3 separate regions of the Mus musculus genome follow, and all the other regions are linked to region 1. A link is a contact called in public Hi-C and promoter capture Hi-C data. All regions are on one chromosome and are shown on one strand. The core of a region is the stretch at or near the end of the contact, and the rest is flanking DNA. Distances in the headings are between cores, read along the strand shown. Region 1 holds the start of Thap1 (THAP domain containing, apoptosis associated protein 1). Region 2 holds the start of Alg11 (asparagine-linked glycosylation 11 (alpha-1,2-mannosyltransferase)). Region 3 holds the start of Tti2 (TELO2 interacting protein 2).

What was found. Promoter capture Hi-C pulls out the DNA fragments that hold promoters and counts their contacts. A called contact is a pair of places that touch in the nucleus more often than the background predicts.
Region 2: a contact with region 1 is called in a Hi-C map of CD8 T cells, with 5 times the contacts expected there. The contact joins the promoter of Alg11 here to the promoter of Thap1 in region 1. A contact is called at or near these places in 1 of 39 promoter capture datasets (pre-B cells) and 2 of 484 Hi-C or Micro-C datasets (CD4 T cells and CD8 T cells).
Region 3: a promoter capture Hi-C map of pre-B cells shows a contact between it and region 1. The contact joins the promoter of Tti2 here to the promoter of Thap1 in region 1. A contact is called at or near these places in 3 of 39 promoter capture datasets (cranial neural crest, frontonasal cranial neural crest and pre-B cells) and 2 of 484 Hi-C or Micro-C datasets (CD4 T cells and CD8 T cells).

What each region holds. Positions count from the first base shown.
Region 1 is chr8:26,156,772-26,159,471 of GRCm38.p6, forward strand. Thap1 (THAP domain containing, apoptosis associated protein 1) reads left to right here and starts at 1,398. Exons shown (of 3, transcript NM_199042.2): 1 at 1,398-1,750. The coding sequence starts at 1,680.
Region 2 is chr8:22,059,469-22,062,312 of GRCm38.p6, forward strand. Alg11 (asparagine-linked glycosylation 11 (alpha-1,2-mannosyltransferase)) reads left to right here and starts at 1,253. Exons shown (of 4, transcript NM_001243161.1): 1 at 1,253-1,302; 2 at 2,418-2,648. The coding sequence starts at 1,259. It overlaps Atp7b (ATPase, Cu++ transporting, beta polypeptide), which reads right to left and starts at 606. Exons shown (of 21, transcript NM_007511.2): 1 at 504-606. The coding sequence starts at 587.
Region 3 is chr8:31,149,029-31,151,766 of GRCm38.p6, forward strand. It overlaps Tti2 (TELO2 interacting protein 2), which reads left to right and starts at 1,288. Exons shown (of 7, transcript NM_144927.3): 1 at 1,288-2,471. The coding sequence starts at 1,822. Snord13 (small nucleolar RNA, C/D box 13) reads right to left here and starts at 930; the gene lies at 833-930.

The DNA.
Region 1 (2,700 bases), core at 148-2,647:
CTGCCATCATCAGCAATTTGGACTTTATTCACTACAGAGGTATCCTGGGATGTCTAAGCTTTATAAACAAGGGGCTGGCAGTGTTTTTATGAGGGACAGAGAGAAAGCTGAAGACTAGGACTGACAAAAAGTTGAGACTGTGAGTACTTGAATTCAAGGATGGTGGTGAGAGAATAACCTCTCTATTCTATGAGGTTAACCTAAGTCTCGAGGAAGGGGTCCTAGGAGCAGCTGATAAGAGCACTTAGCATCAAGACTAATGATCCGAGTTAGGTCCCAGAGCCCACAAGGTGGAAGGAGAGAACCCACTCCCACAAACTGTCCTCTGACCCACAACATGTGTGCCTGGTGCCCAGCTGCCTGGAGTTATAGATGGTTGTGAACTGCCTTGTGGGTGCTGGGAATCGAACCCGGGTCACCTGCAAGAGCAACAAGTGTTCTTTTCTGCTGAATTAAAGCCTAGTTTTTTTGTTTTATCTCAGTGACACCAGGATTTCAGATTTAAGTAGTTGGCGAATGTATTAAACCATATACCTGATAACTCTGAAGGCAAGTCCATGTGTGCTCAAGTAAAACGAGCTAGGAAAAGATGGTATGTGGGTTCAATAGTCAAAGTTCTAGAGATGGTAGCCACTAAATAGATCCTTAAGAGAAGCAATATTTAAGGGTACAGAAAATAGTTTATAAGGGAGAGAATGCGCCACACACTCCAAACTACAGAGGGTCAAGCCTGTAACACTTGTCTTCAGCTTGAAAAATCGCTGCGCCTACACAAAGGTAACAACGTTCAGAAGTGCACTGTAGGGATGGAAAGATGGCTCTGCAGTTGAGAGCACTGACTGCTCTTACATAGGTCCTGAGTTCAATTCCCAGCAACCACATGGTGGCTCACAACCATCTGCAGTGAGATCTGATGCCCTCTTCTGGTGTGTCTGAAGACAGCGACAGTGTACTCACATACATTTAAAAAAAAAAAAAAAGGTCTTCCTTCCCAGCTTAGAGGAAATGAAATGCGCGTTTGTCCTCGTTGTCTAGTTAGACGGTCACCTGGATTCTGAACGTGGACCACAGGTTTGTACAATCCACGCATCTGCTGGTTCCCCCCCCTTTAAAAAAAAACTGCGTATGGCCAGGGACGAGCTCTTCCACGTTCTCCTGCAGGCTTTCGGACCCAACAGGCCGTTCTTTATCAAGCTGCAGCAGAAAACGCCGGACAAATTAACGACAGTCACCACTACGAGAACGACTGCAGTCAGGATCCCAAACAAACGCGCTCTCTTCCGGCCAAGGCGCAGAGGGCCCACCCACTTCCGCACTGCTGACCACGCCCCACAGGCGCGCCTCGCCCCAGCCAATGGTCAGCTTCCCTGGGAACGTTACCTTCAGCCAATCAGAGACGGCGAGCCGAGTCCTCGCGAGAGGTGAGGCTGAAGCTGCCTCCGCCATCTTGAAGATGGGAGACGGGCGACAGCTGTGGTCCTTCTGCTAAAGCAAACCCCACAACGGACAGGGTAGTCACTCCCCCACCCCAACCCCCACCCCACGGCGAGGTGATCGTCCCCGTAACTGCTGACCGACGCCACCGAGAGCGGCGAGCGTTATCAAGGCCGAGCGCGGCGACCCCGACGGCCCCCTTCGCCTGCCTCCCGGGCCGAAGGGAAGTGTGGAGGGCCAGAAGGATGGTGCAGTCCTGCTCCGCCTACGGCTGCAAGAACCGCTACGACAAGGACAAGCCCGTCTCCTTCCACAAGTAGGTAACTGGCGTGCTCCGCGGCCGCGGCGACAGGGGCGCGCGGGCGGGTGGGGGCGGAGCCCGGCGCGTGGCCGCGCGAGACCTGGAGGAGGCGGGGCGGGCGCTCGGGCGCTCAGGGCGGCGGACGGGCCGGGCCGGCGGGGGCGGGGACCCACGGGGGCGCGTCCCCGTGGCTGCGCGCCCCCGCTGCGCATCCCGGGCGCGCGGCGTCTCCGTTGGTCTTGGCCTCCGCTGGGGGCTGAGACCGCGCGCCTTCGCGCTCGCGGAGGGTTTCCGGCGGGCGGGCAAGCGAGCGAGCGACGCCCAGAAGCCTCTCGCAGCCCTGCGTACCTCTTCGTCCCAAGCCGCGGCGTGGCCGTGGCACATAGGGAGGAAGTCGAGCTGGGAACGCACAGGGGGAGGAGGACAGGTTTCGGACCTCACTGTGGATGCCGGGAAGGAAGCAGGGCAGCTGACCGGGATGCCAGGGAGGACTCTTAAGTCCTAGCGTCAAAGAACCAACCTTTAGCATCCATGGGCTTTAGAGGAGGCTCTTGGTATTGTCGAGATGAACCCCTGTCTTTCAACACACAGGAAGAACGAGACGATAGCACACACTTGACTCTGTTGCCGTGGTGAAGGTTAATGTGAGCGAATACCAGCTTTACCCCCACAGCCGTCAGGGCTCGTTCTTGTAGTGGGTGCAGCAATCAAGAAGCCAGGGTGAAAAATACTCTGGAGAGATGGCTCAGCGGTTGAGAGCACTGACTGCTCCTCCAGAGGTCCTGAGTTCAATTCCCAGCAACCACATGGTGGCTCACAACCATCCGTAATGAGAAATGACGCCTTCTTCTGATGTGTCTGAAGACAGCTACAGTGTACTTATATATAATAAATAAATCTTTTTAAAGAGAAAAATAAAAATACTCTCTTGAAAGAAGAAAGTCATAGAATTAGCGTTACTGATG
Region 2 (2,844 bases), core at 3-2,502, 4.1 Mb before region 1:
TAAAACAATGCACAAATCTTCAAGAATTCATCATATGCCTGCGACCTATACAAGTTTCAGTAAGTATTTGTTGATTGAAAACGCACATGAAGAAAAGAAAAACAGACCTGCTTTTCATGTTAAATATTCTACGCTGTTTGCATCTCTAAGAGGCTGCATTAATTAACCCCCTGTATTATTAAATGAATGCCTTCAAGGTACAGGACTTGGATGTAGACCTTTTGAGGAGCATTAGCCAGGCATTAGCGAGGTATTAGCACTCCCAGGAGCAACTAGAGTTTTTATACAGCAAGCCCACGCTCAAGAGCTCTTTAATAAGGACCGGGGAAAGTTCTGGGCTCGAAATCGTTGTACACCAGAGGGCTAGTGGCACCCTTGATCTAGAGGGTTTTCCTCCCGGGTTCTCAGGGGTACGTGTCCACAGTCACGAGCCCTGGAGGAACCGAGGAGAAAAGCGCTTTGAGCAGGTGCGTACACGCTGCGGTCAGGCAAAGGAAACTTACTTTCCGACTGGCCTCTTTGGCTGTGACCTGTCTCTCCTGTTCAGGCATCGTCCCCACAGACGCCAAGTTCTTCCTGGGATCCATCCCCGAGCCCAAAGGTCACCTGGTTGGGGGGAGGGAAGGGCGACTTTACAAGCCAGGGAGAGGAGGCGCGAAGAAGCGCATCCGTGGTTCCTGGGGAACACAGGGCTCAGATCTCCCAGCCCCGGCGCTGCGGACTACGGACAGCGAGGTCCGCGGTGCGCTGCAGATAGGGTGCAGCGAGGACCACAGTCTCAGGACGCCCGCTCCAGCGCAGCCCCCTCTCCACCCCGCGCCCCGCTACTGCGGCCGCTGGGGACTCGCCGACACCTCTGAAAGAGCGGACTCTGTACTGGAAGATTAGCTCGTCGCCCGCCCGGACCTCCCATTGGGTCCCAACCGGCTGGCAGCGCCGCGGTGGGGGCAGGGCTGGGCGCCCTCAAGGGGGCTTCCAGACGGGAGGGGGGGGAGCGAAGTGGGCGGGGCGAGTGGGGTGGGAGGGGCGAGAGAGCCGGCTGTCCATCACAAGCCACGCCCCACCACCGCCACCGCAGCGGCGTGGCCCAAGTGGGATGGGCCCGTGTGCGCCCCGCCTGTGGGAAGCGGCTATTAGGCAACCTGCAGGAAGGCGTGTAAGCGGGGGGCGTGGCTAACGGCACACGCTTCCTCAGGAGCCAATAGGATAGAAGAACAGGCAAGCGCTTCCGGGCTGTGAGAGGGGAGGGTGGGATAAGATGGCGGCGGACACTGGGAGCTGGTGCGTGTACGCCGTGCTGCGGTGAGGATCTGGTGGCCTGAGCTCACGAGGGCGTGGAGGGTTTGGAGGCAGTCCAGATAAAGTCTGTAGAAGCGCTTTCTTCGTGCCTCGGTTTACCTCGGTTGTTTCGCATGCCGATCAGCTGTTTTCCTTAACTGGCTACCTGCTGCTTCGTAAACCAGTTGGTTGACTCTCTGCTACTTGACCATCTGTTGATTTCTTCTTTCCTGGTTGATGTTTAAAGTTGTAAATATATTGGTTTTGCCTTTGAGATACATATCGTTTCTTATGTAAGAATTACATAAAGTTGGTAGAAATAAACAGGAATGTTAACCACCCGGTGGTCACTACTATTGTAATAGTTCCATATTTCAAAAGTTGTTTCTGCCCTATGAAAGCCTACCTAAGTTCATATGTGTTTTTGTTCAGGTTGAACATTTATAGCTAGCGAAATAGCGTTCTGAAGAGCAGTGGATACATGCATTCTTGCCAGAGTTTGTATTACATCTTCCTTTCTGAGCTGTCTGCTTCAAGGTCTGTAGTGATTGCTAAAAATATGAATAGGCTAGTTTGTTCTAGCACATTCTTGGCCTTTTCCCGATAAATGGAATGCTGCCAGCTCTGTACAGTGTACATTGTCATGAGTGACTTTCTGCATTATAATGGTCATTGATAAGTAATTCAAAGCTTTGGATTACAGTTACCTTTCTTCCAAGCATTTGGTTTAAATATGGGTATGTATTGGCTAGGAATCAAGTGTTTACCTAACATCTTTGAGGCCCTGAATCACCAGTCATCACCACTAAGGGGAAAAAAATTAATTTTTTTTGTTTTTTTGTTTTGTTTTGTTTTTGTTTTTCGAGACAGGGTTTCTCTGTATAGTCCTGACTGTCCTGGAGCTCACTTTGTAGACCAGGCTGGCCTCAAACTCAGAAATCCTCCTGCCTCTGCCTCTCAAGTGCTGGGATTAAAGGCATGTGCCACCACCGCCCGGCACTTTTTTTTTAAATAATTTTTTTAGCAGACTTAGGAGCTACAGAACTTAATATTAAGCAAGTGTGTAAAAAGTAAACCTTAGTTTGTAGCTGACTTTTTAAATTGACAACAGGTTGATTTTCACCTTTTATTTATCTCAGGTTTTTCTATTCACTCTTCTTTCCTGGACTGATGATATGCGGAGTTTTGTGTGTATATTTGGTCATTGGCCTTTGGGTTATCAGGTGGCATCTACAGAGAAAGAAGAAGTCTGTGTCGACCAGCAAAAATGGAAAAGAACAAACGGTGGTTGCATTTTTCCATCCATACTGTAATGCAGGTGGCGGAGGAGAGAGAGTTCTGTGGTGTGCTTTGAGAGCCCTGCAGAAAAAGTAGGTATGCATCTTTCTTAGCTCAAACACAGCGCTACTGCTTGCTAAGATCATACTGAATTTTAGTTTCCACAGATTTCAGTGTTGCAGAGCTGTTATCCCAACTTACCTGGAGTCTAAAGTGGGAGGATTATTGGAGCCCAGGAGTCATAAGCCAGCCTGGGCAACATGAGAAGTACCTTTTAAAATGGGAATT
Region 3 (2,738 bases), core at 38-2,537, 5.0 Mb after region 1:
GTTTCTCTTGGAAGTGGTTAGCAGTGATTGATCAGAGTGCCACCAATTGGTCAGAGTGGGAAAAGCCAGAAGAAAGAGGTTCCGAGTTAGAATTCTAATCACCAGATTTTCTTGGAAAGAAGAAATGTAAATTAATGTTGGTGCTGTTGCATAACAATGGGAACTAACACCTCTATGAACTTTATGCTGATCAGATATTGTTCCCGGCATTTATGTACATTAAAAATTGTCCCAACAGTCCTAAGAGATGGGGACCAGTAATTATCTACATTTGTTTCCCCAATACAGAAATTAAGACATAGAGATCTGAGCTATTGCCGTTTGCAAGAGGTCACACAGAGAAGTGAAGGGGGGAAAAAAAGCCACACAGGCATCACTGGTAGTGTAGTGGCAAATAGTGTAACACTAAGAAGAGCATGTCTTGGAGTGGAAAGATGGTTCAGTTAAGAACATGCCATGGCTAACAAACTCCAGAAATTCAAGTTCAGAGAACTGGACACTGTTTTCTGGCTTCCGCGGGGACCAGGGGGGGCACCAGGTACACATATACGCATGTGAACAAAGCATTTATACACATCAGAGTAATAACTTAATAAAACAATTTTTCTTAGAAAGAAGTGAATTGTACCAGAGCGACTTGTAAGAAGCATAACTCTGTCACTTTCAGTTTCTCTTAGGAATGGAATGTACTTTAGTAATAATGTATTAGTCCCAGGTACCCTGGACACTTTCCACTACCTAACCAGTAATCCTACCTGACTGAACCAAGAAGTAAAAAACAGGGCATAACTCTAATCTACACAAGAACCAGAAGTGGAGGATCCTCCTAAGTTCATGTCAGACGGGTAATGTGCCCACGTCGTAACAAGGTTTATGGGCGGCACATGTCACGCAATGGCGTGAACACCCAATCATCACGCTTTATGAACCAGAAAGGATCGGCCTTACTGTTAGCTTGCGAAGTATCGAGTAAGTCTCACCAGTTTTTCAAAGAGGGTGACTAATATGCTGCCGCTCTATTTAGCTTTTGCACACAAAATCTAGTACAATTTCAAACTGTTACTAGGATTTTGCGAGAATTCTCTTGTTTCTAGCCTAGCAGATGAAATCAGGAACAAACTTAATGAGCGAACGCTTAGTTATGCAAATATATCCTTCATGCTCCACCTTTTACCCCTTCCTTCTCTGACGGACTGTTTGTTGCTTTCTGGTCGCGAGTCGTAAAAAGAAGCGTTGCGGCTCCGCTGGCGGAAGTTAGTTTTGCTTTACGGCTACAATGCTCTCCAGGGCCGGAAGTTGCGGAATACAGCTACCGTACTGGAAGAGCGCTTGGTTTCGGGAGCCTTTTTGGTGTCACGGTTCAGTAGTTTGTCTTTAAAATTAACTGTTTTTTTTTTCTTTTTTGAGTTTTCGGAAAGACAAATTTCGCTACGTGTTAGGAGCTTGAGGCTCTCCTATTTTTTTTTCGAGACAGGGTTTCTCTGTGTATCCCTGGCTGTCCTGGAACTCACTCTGTAGACCAGGCTGGCCTCGAACTCAGAAATCTGCCTGCCTCTGCCTCCTGAAGCGTGCGCCACCACTGCCCGGCTTGAGGCTCTCTTCTTACAGCCACTTTACTGGGTGGATTGACACTCGATCCTTGCGTCAAGACAGTGAGACATCTCGCCTTTTAGCTGTGCCTGGTTTTAGTTCTGTTCGTTGGGGGACACCGAGCCCCGGACGACCTTCCCTCCGAGACTCCAGACACCATCCCCATTTGGTCTCTGTCCCCCCCCGGGGGGGGCGGGGGGGGCGAGCCCAGCCCCTCCGGTGCGACTAGGAATGAAGCTGGACAGTGCCGAAGAGAAGTCGGGGGTCGGCTGCTCCCTGCCTGCAGAGGGCTCTCCCCCGGCCCTCGAACCAGCCTTCTCCAAGATTCTGAACCGTCTCAGCCGCCCAAAGTCATCAGGACAGGGCGGCGCAAGAAATGCGGCTCTTAAAGACCTCGGCGCTTTAATAGAAGCCGCCGAAGGTGACAGATTCTTTGAGGGGAGTGGGAGTGGGGGATCCCTCCGGGGGATGCCCGAGATCCTGGGGCAGGTGGTGAGAGCCCTGGAGAAGTTCGCAGCACCCGAGGAGAAGGCAGATGGGGTCGAAGAGCATCCCGAAGTGCCCGAGAAGGCGACTGAAGTTGGCTCACTGTTTCTAAAGCTGTTGGGGAAGGTTGAAGCTGCCAAGAGTTCTCCCGACTGCCCTGCGTGGAAGACAGGCCTCCGTCACATGTCAGGACCCGTGTATATTTTTGCCATCACTCACAGATTGAAGCAGCCATGGACCAGTCCAGCATCTCAGCATGTTGCTGGTGAGGTGCTGTCTTTATTGCTTAGAGTTACTGAGTGCAGTTCTGTGGCAGGATTCCTATGCGGAGAAAATGAAGACGATCGAGGGAGATTTGCTGTGGTCTTGGGGCTTCTTAAGCCCCATTTGAATAAGTGAGTAATGCTCTTTTCACTATTATCAGACAGATAGGGGTGCTGAGATAATAGATTTCTTAAGGACCGGAACGGTTGTGGCTTACTAGAGACGAGGAAATCATATAGCAGCAAATTCAAGATTAGAACTGAAGTCATCAAATTCCATTTTCTCCACCAAATGACTGCCTTGGAAAACTGGAAATTCTGACAATAGATATGGAAGATTCTGTCCCATTTATATGGAATCGAGTATCTTATGCTAAGTACCCATGGGTATTTGGAGAA